2 separate regions of the Macaca mulatta genome follow, and region 2 is linked to region 1. Evidence: chromatin contacts called from public Hi-C data. All regions are on one chromosome and are shown on one strand. The core of a region is the stretch at or near the end of the contact, and the rest is flanking DNA. Distances in the headings are between cores, read along the strand shown.

Region 1 (6,133 bases), core at 679-3,178:
TGCAACAACTGTAATGTGATATGAAAATGTCTGTGACTTGTGCTGATACTGTGACTTCCACTGGTAACAGGTACTGCTAATACTACTGTGGTTTGTTAAGGTAGGAGCTTGTAAAATGAATGGCCCCAGTGAAGTGCACCAACTCATGTCTATGACCTTGTGTAGTTCCCCACTGTATCAACTCTGGACTTGGCTGCGTGACTTGTTTTGACATCAGCAAACATGATGCTGTGTTTGTGCCTTGGGACTTGCCCTCTTGGAAGTCAGTAACCAAGTGAGGAAGTCCAAGCTAGGCACACGGAGGGGCACCAAGCCCCCAGACATGCGAGTGAGGCCAACTTTCAGTCAAGCCACCAGCAGAACTACCCAGCCAACCCATAGATTTTGAGAAACAATTCTTGTTTTAAGGCACTGGTTTGCAGTGATTTGTTACCCAACAATAGATAATTGAAACATTACCCATAACTAAAGGAAGTGCTCAATTCCAATTGGAGATTGCTAAAAATAGTTATATTTTTTCACCATCAGAGTTCAGGGACCCCCTGAAATTTATGTGCAGGTCCTTTGAGGAGCTGAGGGCCCCAGGTTAGGAACCCCTGGTTAAGCCAAGTGGATCCTGCTCTCCTTTTCACTACCTTACTACAGTGTTGGTACACATATAGTTAAACTGGCCACAGCATATCTTTCCTTGTCGTAACCCTGAAATGGAGCTGAGCTCCTAGCACATAACAGGTGTTTAATACACAAATTTATCAAATGAATGTTGATTATAGGATCTGTCTTCCTGACTAAACTGTGAGCTGCCTGAAAACAGAGTAAGAGCAAATACTAGGCCTTTTCCAAGTGCTTTACACATACCAACTTACTTACTCCTTATAACAACCCTATGAGGTAGATGTTTTTACACCAATTTCACCAAAAAAGAAGATAGGCACAGAGAAGGTAAGTGACTTGCCCAAGGTCACACAGCTAGAAAGTGGCAATGCCAGGACTAGAAGGCAGAATGCATGTTCTGATTTTACAGCCTTTATTAACGTACCCAAAGCACATTGCAGAGCTCAACAAAACTTTTAAATGAATACTACAATTCTGAGATTTCATTAGCACTATTTTATGGGTACTATGCTTCTTGAAGACTCAATTTTGTAGATTAATTTCTGGTAGCCTGTGATTTTTTATGACAAAATACATATAATTTACTTTTTAAAAAGTAGAATAATGGCTTTATACTACAGTGCAGATTTTCGAAATTAAGTCTTCATTGTAAAAGTCTATTTTTTTCCCAAAGGACACGAGTTCACAAAACGCAGGGAAGGGGGTCCACTGGTCCGTATTAAATAATGTTCCCTGGGGAGTGGAGCAAAGCTCCAGCTTTCGTCGTCACCCAGCCATCCCACCCCAGCCTCCCCCATACCCTGCACAGCTTCTCCTAAAATGACCCTCCCCCATCCACACATCAGGTTCTGAAACCTGACCCTGCCAGGCAACTAAAGCCGCGAACCCCGCAGTGCCCTGAGCTGGCCTCCCCCTACCCACGATCCCAAGAGGGCACCAGCCGAAGGGATGGGTACTTTGGGGGAAGGCACTTTACATTTTCAAAGTGTTTAATTCACGAAAGCACAACCCAAAGGGCCGCCCCCCACCCACCCGGGGGTCTCTCGCCTCCGCCCGGCAGCCGCTCATCCACAGTAGACCAGTGAATGAACCGCGGGGCCGGGACGCAGCCGGCCCAGTGGCGGGAAAAGCCTCGGGCCTGGCCTGCGGAGAGGCCCCAAGAGAGCGCGGGGAGGGCTCGGGCAGCCGGGAGGGGGCGGTGACAGCTGTGACCCGGCTCCACGCTCTCACCTTGAACATGTCGCTAGCAGCGGTGGCTCCGGCAGGGTCACCCCGGCCTCGGCCACGCCCACTACAGAGAGGTGACTACGGAGGCCCGGTAGGGCCTTGATTTCTCCAACCGCAAGCGGGCCGCGGTGCGGGTAACGGCCGTACTGCAAACTCGGTGCGGCGAAGGCTTAGTTCAATCACCCCGTTCTAGAAGCCGCGTCGCTGAGCTGCAGCGCGTCGCGCCCGGGCGGCGGATGAACGCAAACCCCGCCCTCCAAGAGGCTCCGCCCCTGCGTCGGCGGTTGCTAGGCGGCAAGAAAGCGCCGGCTCTGTGTGGGTGGTACGCGGAGGCGCGAGGAGGGAGGTGCCTGGCGTCGCGCGGCGCTGGGAAACTGTCTTTGCCGCGGCGACCGGGCGCCCAGCGGCGTGGACTGGGATTTCTGTGAGCAGAGGCTGCCGGGAGGGGGCGCTTGGAGGGTCTCGGGCGACTTCGAAAGCCTCGCAGCCGGAAGCCGCCGGTTGGCGGCCTGGATTTATCTTACGAAAGGTTTTAACCGTGGACTGGAGGTTTCTCAGGTTTTAAATTTAAACTAATATGCTGTGTCCTTTAATCGGAAAAGGCTCTGACCTTATTTTTTCCCTTTAAGAAACAAGCGGTAAGCCTCCTCTCTGGGAATCAAATGTTTGTCCCTTAATACTTGTAGAAGTAAATGATAATGGCAATAATTATCTTATTAACAAGAGTAACAAGCACTGATACAGCACTTTGATATGCGCAGTCATGATCTAAGTTCTTTATTCACATTTATCTAATCTTTCCAACGACGGAAGTAGGTGGGCATGGTTATTATTCCCAATACATACATGAAGAAACTGAGGCACATAGAAGTAATTTGTACGAGACCACACAGAAAGTGGGAAGCTAGGATCCAAACCCATTAGTCTGCCTTTGAAACCTGTGTTCTAGCCAAAACAATTGTTTCACTGTCTCATAATGAGGATGTATTTCCTATTTCATTCTGTATTTCTGCCCTAATCCTATAAAAAGTGTAAGCCCTATCCGGGCGGGCATCTGGAAAAATTTGGAATTTGTGCAGTGATGTGCCACTGCCCTCCAGCCAAAGACCACTAGGGGCACACCTGTAGTTGAAGAAAATGGGTTTCTCATTGCTCCAAGGAGAACGCACATGTAGGAACACAGTGGCATATTTCAGTAAAAGAGTTAGATTTATTATAGGATTTGGGCTTTGGTTCGGTGATTTTGGGGTACGTTCAAGGAAGCAGGAGCTTTGCTCTGGATCGGGTGTTGTTAGGAAGCAGTGGTAACACCAAGGCCCAGCTGTGACTGCCAGCCAACTCCCAGATGTTAAGGGCTGCTTTTCTCTTTCTTAAGAGGATTGTATATTCCAAGGCATCCCCAAGGAGAAATATTGAATAGACTCAGAAGGCTCTCTGCATCAGCAGTGTAACATCACACATACGTAAAAGTGTGAAACATATTGATAAATTAGGGCAGAAGGTCTTAATTCATGGGGTGTGCGAACTTGTATGGGGGAAAAAATGACAACTTCATTTTCACTAACCTCTAACTGAACTTTGTTTCTTTCAATTATAGTGTAGACAACAAGCCACAGTAGTATTAGCATTGATGACTTTGTCATCAATAGAAAGCACAGATATTTTCATGTTACCTTGCAGTCGTGTCAGAGATCTTGAAATATTTACGCTCATTACTGCTTCAAAAATACAGTAGTCATTAGAGCTCATTTAATGCATTAAGACACATTTACTATAATTTTGTTTTAAAAAATATTTTAATGATTTCAGTATAATTGGAACACTTTGTAATCCTATGTATGTTATGCGGTTTTTTTTGTTTTGTTTTTTGTTTTTTTGAGACGGAGTCTCACTCTGTCGCCCAGGCTGGAGTGCAGTGGCACGATCTCCACTCACTGCAAGCTCCGCCTCCCGGGTTCACGGCATTCTCCTGCCTCAGCCTCCCATGTAGCTGAGACTACAGGCGCCCGCCACCCCGCCCAGCTAGTTTTTGTATTTTTAGTACAGACGGGGGTTTCACCGTGTTAGCCAGGGTGGTCTCGATCTCCTGACCTCGTGATCCGCCCGTCTCGGCCTCCCAAAGTGCTGGGATTACAGGAGTGAGCCACCGCGCCCGGCCATGTTATGCGTTTTAAAGAGATCTGTCCCTAGGGGGTCCATGGCACCAAAAGAAATGATAACGAGCCCCTGGTTTAGTAACAAAGACCAAGCAGTGACTAAGAATTTGGGAGCTGCATCCAAATTGGAGTATTACTGCATCCAGATTGGATGCTTTAAAGAATAGAAAGTTGGAGGTGGAATCAGAAATTTAGTGTATACCCTCTCACTTTACCAAGGAGGGAACTGAACCACTGAGAGGTTAAGTGACTTGCTCAAAGTCTCACTGCTATTTGATGATAAAACTGGGACAAAACGTTTTTAGACAAACATGTAAAAACTCTCCGCTGTGCTAGGCACTGAGGACTCCATAGTCAACAAGATGCCTCCTGCCCTCAATGAGCTTGTTGGTAGACAGCTGGGGAGTGATGAGATTGAATTATTGAGTTAAAAAGTTAACTCCGGGTGTAGTGTGGAAGATGAATAAGAGGAGAAAAAGACTGGAGACAGACCAGTTATAAGGCTGTGGATAGATTTATTTGTCTTTTCCATATACCATATAATATTTTTAGTACACAATGTAAACTGTAAGCAACTTTAAGAGATCCCCAATGCCTTCTTTTTTTTTTTTGAGACGGAGTCTCGCTCTGTTGCCCAGGCTGGAGTGCAGTGGCCGGATCTCAGCTCACTGCAAGCTCCGCCTCCCGGGTTCACGCCATTCTCCTGCCTCAGCCTCCCGAGTAGCTGGGACTACAGGCGCCCGCCACCTCGCCCGGCTAGTTTTTTGTATTTTTTTTAGTAGAGACGGGGTTTCACCGTGTTAGCCAGGATGGTCTCGATCTCCCGACCTCGTGATCCGCCCGTCTCGGCCTCCCAAAGTGCTGGGATTACAGGCTTGAGCCACCGCGCCCGGCCCCAATGCCTTCTTTTTTAAAGGATTCAGAATTAGTACAACAATCATAAGGCACTTGAGTCTTGTCCAAACAGTGTAATAGTATAAATTATGACCTCAAAGGCTTAATTTATGTACTTTCAGATTACTTCATTGGAGGGAAAATGAACCGTTCCTCAAATGTACCAGGTAAAGGTATTCTGAAATCAGGTACAAAATCCTTAGGAAAAGTTCGCAGAGTACGTTTCGCAAATGCACCAAATTCAAGATCATTACTATCGTAAGTACCCGTATTTTGCCTTGTGTTATCTTCCACAACTGTACAGTTTCCAAACAGTACTTATCCAGATAATTTCAAATGCTTCTTGTTTTGTAAATCAGAGATTTTGTGTTTTAAAATTACTTTCAAATTGAATAATTATAATTGCATTTTCTAATTTACAAAGCATATTAACACACATCTACTCGATCCTGATACAACCTTGTGAAACAATTTTTATATTTTATAAATGAAATAGTAGCAACCGGCAGAAGGTAAGTGGCTTGAAGAAAGTTAACAGCTAATAAATGGCATCAGATAGGATTCAAAGGTTTGTCTCCATACTTCAGGCTTTTTCCTTTTTTTTGAGATGGAGTCTCGCTGTGTCGCCCAGGCTGGAGTGCAGTGGTGCGATCTCGGCTCGCTGCAACCTCCATCTGCCGGATTCAAGCAATTCTCCTGCCTCAGCCTCCCGAGTAGCTGAGATTACAGGCGTGCACCACCATGCATGTCAATTTTTATATTTTTAGTAGAGACGGGGTTTCACCATGTTGGCCAGGCTGGTCTCGATCTCCTGGCCTCAGGTGATCCCTCCCGCCTCGGCCTCCCAAAGTGCTGAGATTACAGGCGTGAGCCACTGCACCTGGCCTAGCCTTTTCTTCTTTATATCTTGTAGCTTGCATTTTGCCAGCCAATGGGTAGCATTATGCAGGAGTACCTGTCTTTGTACATAGCACTGTAAGGGGTAATGACGGAGTGAGAAGGTATGAAGGAGGAGACCCCTACAACCTGCCAGTGCTGGGATATGACCAAAAGTAGAATAATTCTGACTTGACCTGGATGAGCCTGGTTCAAGCAAAGATCAGAGAAGGAAGTTTCTTTTTCTAGGGCGTAGTCGTCCATCCCCAGAAGAGAACTGGGCCTCCTGTAACTTTGACTATTCCCCATTCCATTTTCATAGCACTTGAACTAGTTGTACGTTTCATTTCAGGTCGTGAATGTTT
Region 2 (5,711 bases), core at 290-2,789, 130 kb after region 1:
ATACTCTGAAAAGACAACCGATATTGGACTAGACAATCATAAATTTAATAAAACCTAACTACTCAAAACCATTTGTTAGCTAAAAATAACAATGTACCCAAAAATGCTTCTTTTTCACTTTTTGTGGACCATTTAAGCCAAACCATACTATATTTTTGATGTGCCAAGTAAAAATGATCCATACTGATCTGTTACACATATAAATTCTGGCAAAATAAATTCAATTTTCAAACCACAAATATTTACTATCCTATTCTTTCCCCAAATTAATCAGCAATGAAGAGTGCAAGTTAACATCCTCTACCACTGATAAACTGTGACTCTAAGCACCTACTACATGTGATGATTAAAAATGAGAATCAAATTATATAATTACATTAAGTGCTAAAAAGTTGAAATGTTCTATACATTTCTAGATCTATTAAGGATTACTGAAACATGAATGCATTGATAAGCTCTTAACCAATTTTCAAATTAGTAGAAGTATTAGAGCATCCTGCTCCCTAGATATGAAAAACAGGCATTAAAATTAGGGTATGTATGTCTGCAAGGCATTTTCTAAATTACCACTTAATCAGATCAACAAAGGCAAACAAATTCGGAAAACAGAAAAGACTAAACAAATGTAAGGTGTTAACTAAATATTCAGAGTAAGAAAAGGGGCCTAAAGCGGCCTAGAACGAGGAAAAGCAAAGCGCCTACAGTAACGTTACATTTGAATTAAAGAATACCGTTATTTAAATAAGCAGTTAGCACTTCGTAGGAGGAAGGCCAAGCAACGTGACTATTATAGATCTATGGATTCACAGCACTGCTTTACTATTATTCCGTACTTATTTGCTTTTATTTGTAATATAGAAATAAAGAGGCAGCAACAGTTAGCCACTACATTAACCACTCTAGCAAAGGTTACTTTAAAAAACGGCCTTGAATTCTTACAACACTCTACAGTTAAGGATTATTTTCACATATATGACCTCATATAGTCCTCTCAACCCTGCGATGTTGGTACTACCGACTATATTTCATAGATAAGAAACCGAGGCTCGGTACGCGATTTTTTCTCAGAGTCACCCAAGTCGAACCCAGACCTTCCGATTCCTAGTTTTATGCCTCGCATTTCGCATAGTTCTATTTCAGGCATAAATTGAATTGTTAAAGGGAAGGAACGGGTTAGGGAAAAAATAATCATGGTACCTGCAGCTGTGTGCTGCAAAAAATGGCTGAATTATGCTTCTTCCTTTTTCTTTCTCGCTCTCTCTGGGGAAAAAAAAAAAATTACATTTCAAACAATTTAAGTAAACTCAAAGACAAATGAGGTCCCGGCGTCTACCCAATGTTTGACTCGGGTCCGTGTAGAGAGGGCCGGCGAATTCGTGCCTAGCTCGGGGTCGCGGGCGAAGCCCGGGCTCCGCAGGCCGGCGGCCAGGGGCGGCTACGTACCTCGGGGGGTCCTGTCCAGCCTCTAGTGGACGGCAGTCTGCATCAGGAAGAACCGGGCCGGCGGGCCAATGGGTGGGCGGTCGGGCGCCGGGACGGCACTCGGCAGGCTTCTCGGACGTCTACGAGCGGCCGCTGCCGGCACGAGCCGGGTCGCTCCGGCGGGGCACGAGCGTGCTCGCCTGCAGCACCCTCTGGATAAGTCCTGGGAAAGAAGACAGCGCTGAGTCGCGAAACCAGACAGTCGGGCTCCGCACGAGGCGGCGCGGCGTCGGGGCCCGGACCGACCTTGCCAACGCCGGGGGCCTCGCAGCACCCGGCGGGGCTCGGCGGGAGGGCCGACTGGGGCCGCGGGCGGGGGAAAGGGCTGGGGGGCAGCAGGCAGAGACAGAAGCACCAGAGAAGGTAGCGTCGAGGACGGCGTCTCCGAGCTTCTGCCCCGAAGCGCGCCGAGCCTCGGGATCACCCACGCCGGGGGTGGAGGAAGGCGGGAAAGGGGCGGGGAAGGGGCGGGGCGTGCGGGGCCACGAGCCGGGGGCCGCTCCGGGCCGCGCGCCCCCTGCGGGCCGCGGGAGCCGCCCGGGGCCCGCCCAGGGAGGCGGGGCTGGCCGGCACGGGGCCCCGTGCGCCGTCGTCTTGACGCGGAAGCCCGCCACGCTGGGAGAGAGGGCGGAGGGTGGGAAGCCGTTGGGGGCGGGGAGCTGGCCCGGGAGGCCCCCCCTCGGCCCCTGCTGGCGCCCCGAGGGGGCCAGCCTGTGGCCTGGCGGGTGTTTACCTTCCCCCTGGTCGAGCGCCAATGCCGCCATCTTTCAGCCTAAAGCGCGTCACTTCCGGCGCCACGGGAGCGGGAGCCGGTGTGGGAACGGGGGTGGGGGGCTGGCGGGGAAGGCTGTCCCGCGCCCGCGGCGCCCCGCGTCCCGGCTGCCGGCCCGCCACGCCAGCGGTTTCCCACCGAGGAAAACAGGCGACCGGGCGTCGCGGCCCCAGACTGGGCCCGACGCAGCTTCCCCCGCGGCGCCGCCGTCGGGGCTGAGGACACTCAGCTGTCCTCGTCCCCTTGGTCCCTCTCCGCCTGCACGAGCGATGGGCCCCGAGCCACTGAGGTGCGCCCACCCTCGACAAGTTGAGGGCTAGGAAGCCAGGAAAGTGTCTTTTTGCATCTTGGCCACGGTGGGGGTGGGGGAATCGGGGACAACGTGGAGGGAGCTTTTCCATAGCTACCTGTTATAAAAGTGACTAGATCTGCGCCAAATGACATCATTTTTGTAAGGCAACTTGCAGTGGATTATTGCGTCACTGTCCACTTGGCTTGCTGCACAACAATTACACGTTTCAGAAATCGATTTCCCAGGGGTGGGAAAATTCATAAAAAATTGCATGTCTGCACCACCCGGAGATAATGCCGGATTTAAAAAAGCTGTTCTGTTTCCACTTGCGTCAAAATAAGAACGTTCAGAGGGCAGTGATTTTTGTTGTTCATTTTTAACACATCAGCTGTAGAATTCTAGCTAGTACTTTTTAAATATTACCTTTTCTTGACTTAAGAATATAAAACTAGACTATAGGACTGGTTTGTAAATTTATTATGGCATCTCTTTGTGGGAAAAGTGTAGATGACGGAAATACACAGTTGGAAGCCCGTGATTCTACAATTAACCTTAAATTAGGGCATCCATTGCCCATAGCAGATCCTAAAGTGAGGTATTTCGGCTTCCCCCACCCCCACCCCCCGCCGCCATTTTCTCTCTAGACCAATATCCCGATGAACTTTCCGTGAGAGGTGTCGCTAAAAGCGATCATTATCTCTTTCTAGCAAACTCGAACATTCTATCTTTCCCGAGGCCAAAATAGCACACGGTGTACTGTTTTGCTGAAGTAGACTACTTCGTGGGAGAGATAACAGAATCACCTCAATCTTTTGGAAAAAAGCTTCCTTATTCCGATTTAAACTTACAAGCTTAAAAAAAACTAAGACACAGAAATTCCCAAGTTGTTCACACTTTCTTTCCATCTTTTCCAATAGCTCCTTTAAGATATTTCTGTTCATTATTTTAAAATCCCTGCTTGCTGTATTTGCATCTGTGACTATATGACAAATTACCCCAGAATTTATCACATTACAACAAAATTTTAAAAATTAAACCATAAACTTTAAAAATGCATACATTCCACTTCTGAATATTTAAATTTTCATACAGTATTCCCGAACATCTAAACGCTGAATTTGGATTTTTGTACATTAACTAACAGACATTTTAAGCTATACATTACTATCTGGCACTGACCTGTCTAAAGAGAGGCTTCTGTTCTTCATTCAAGCAAGAGCTGAAACGTTTCTGCGCTCTGTGTACCAGGTATAAATGTAGTGAGTGATGTCATAGCCATTGTGTGATCACCGTGCCCCCCACCCCTCCTTATTTTGACATTGCAAGGTCTCATATGGGGAATTTCAAATGTGCTTTTTTGGATACTTATTGTAGTTTCTAAAACTGCTGTGTCTTTCAGTCAATCTATACGTTTACTATATAACACCCCCCCAAAGTTATCTTCAACCAATGATGCCTCTTTCACTCTTATTTCTTATTTTCATGTTGTTATTATTATTTTTTGAGACGGTCTGACTCTCGGCCAGGCTGGAGGGCAGAAGCATGATCACAGCTCACTGCAGCCTTGACCTCCCGGGCCCAAGTGATCCATCCGCCTCAGCCTCCCGAATAGCTAGGACCACAGGCGCGTCCCACCATGCTCGGCTAACTTTTCTTGTTTTTTGTTTGTTTGTTTGTTTGTTTTTGTTTTTGTTTGTTTCTGAGATGGAGTCTAACTCTGTTGCCCAGGCTGGGGTGCAGTGGCATATCTCGGCTCACTGCAACCTCCACCTCCCGGGTTCAAGCAATTCTCCTGCCTCAGCCTCCCCAGTAGCTGGGATTACAGGCGTCCGCCACCACGCCCAGCTAATTTTTGTATTTTTGGTAGAGACGGGGTTTCACTGTGTTGGCCAGGCTGGTCTCAAACCCCTGACCTCACGATCCGCCCGCCTTGGCCTCCCAAAGTGCGGGGATTACAAGCGTGAGCCACTGCACTCCAGCTCGGGCAACAGAGCAAAAACTCCGTCTCAAAAAAAAAAGAAAAGAAAAGATATTTTAACTTTCCCCACCAATTTCTGGACTGTAATGGGAGTCGTTAAATACCTTGAGAGTATCCTTTCACACTGGTAGAGTCCCACTGAGGCAGATGGAAGCAGTCTTTTCTTAGCCCTGTAGCCTAAGTATTTGAGAATACACATTCCTCAGTAGCTATCTAGCAGCCAGCGAGGTCGGAAGTATGCTAGAGGCTCGGGCCTGGGAGTGCTGGTGGAGTCGGAATAAGGTTCCTCCCCAGGGGTTCTGAGGATTTAGGATACTGCATACCCTCCTCCTCCCTCCTGTTTTTGTTTTTTAAGAAATTCAGGCCGGGCGTGGTGGCTCACGCCTGTAATTCCAGCACTTTGGGAGGCCGAGGCGGGCGGGGGGTGGGGGGAGGGAGGGTGCAGCAGGGGGTCATTAGAGGTCAGGAATTGGAGACCAGCCTGACGAACATAGTGAAACCCCATCTGTATTAAAAATACAAAAATTAGCTGGCGTGGTGGCGCGGACCTGCGGTCCCAGCTACTCAGGAGGCTGAGGTAGGAGTATGGTTTGAGCCCAGGAGGCAGAGGTTACGGTGAGTGGAGATTGCACCACTGCACTCCAGCCTGGGCAACGGAGCTAGAAGCTGTCTCAAAATAAATAAATAAATAAAGTTGAGGCTTTTCAGAAATTCCCAGTCTGCGGTAGTTGTCTTGGTAATCGCTTTTCTTTTTACTTTTTATTATTATTTATTTATTTATTTATTTATTTATTTATTTTGACACGGAGTCTCCCTCTATCACCCAGGCTGGAGTGCAGTGGCATGATCGGCTCACTGCAACCTCTGCCTCCCAGGTTCAAGTGATTCTCCTGCCTCAGCCTCCCAAGTAGCTGGGACTACAGGCACACACCACCACACCCGGCTAAATTTTGTCACTTTAGTGGAGATGGGTTTTCCCATGTTGGCCAGGCTGGTCTCAAACTCCTGACCTCAAGTAATCCATCCACCTCGGCCTCCTAAACTGCTGGGATTACAGGTGTGAGCCACCGCACCCAGTCACCCCATGATCTTTCCACTGTACCGTGTTATTATATTAATTAACATAGTAAATGATCTTCACATCGTTGTATGTTTGTTCCTACTTAATTCCATAAACTGTTGGTTTG

Evidence for each region. Hi-C and Micro-C count contacts between places; a contact is called where the count stands out from the background.
Region 2: a contact with region 1 is called in a Hi-C map of cortical neurons, with 6 times the contacts expected there. The contact joins the promoter of KLHL15 here to the promoter of CXHXorf58 in region 1. A contact is called at or near these places in 2 of 14 Hi-C or Micro-C datasets (cortical neurons and fetal cortex germinal zone).

The regions. Positions count from the first base shown.
Region 1 is chrX:23,701,190-23,707,322 of T2T-MMU8v2.0, forward strand. CXHXorf58 (chromosome X CXorf58 homolog) reads left to right here and starts at 1,929. Exons shown (of 9, transcript XM_077988325.1): 1 at 1,929-2,480; 2 at 5,015-5,150. The coding sequence starts at 5,035. It overlaps APOO (apolipoprotein O), which reads right to left and starts at 2,090. Exons shown (of 9, transcript NM_001257632.1): 1 at 1,846-2,090. The coding sequence starts at 1,854.
Region 2 is chrX:23,828,608-23,834,318 of T2T-MMU8v2.0, forward strand. KLHL15 (kelch like family member 15) reads right to left here and starts at 1,540. Exons shown (of 3, transcript NM_001257612.1): 1 at 1,444-1,540.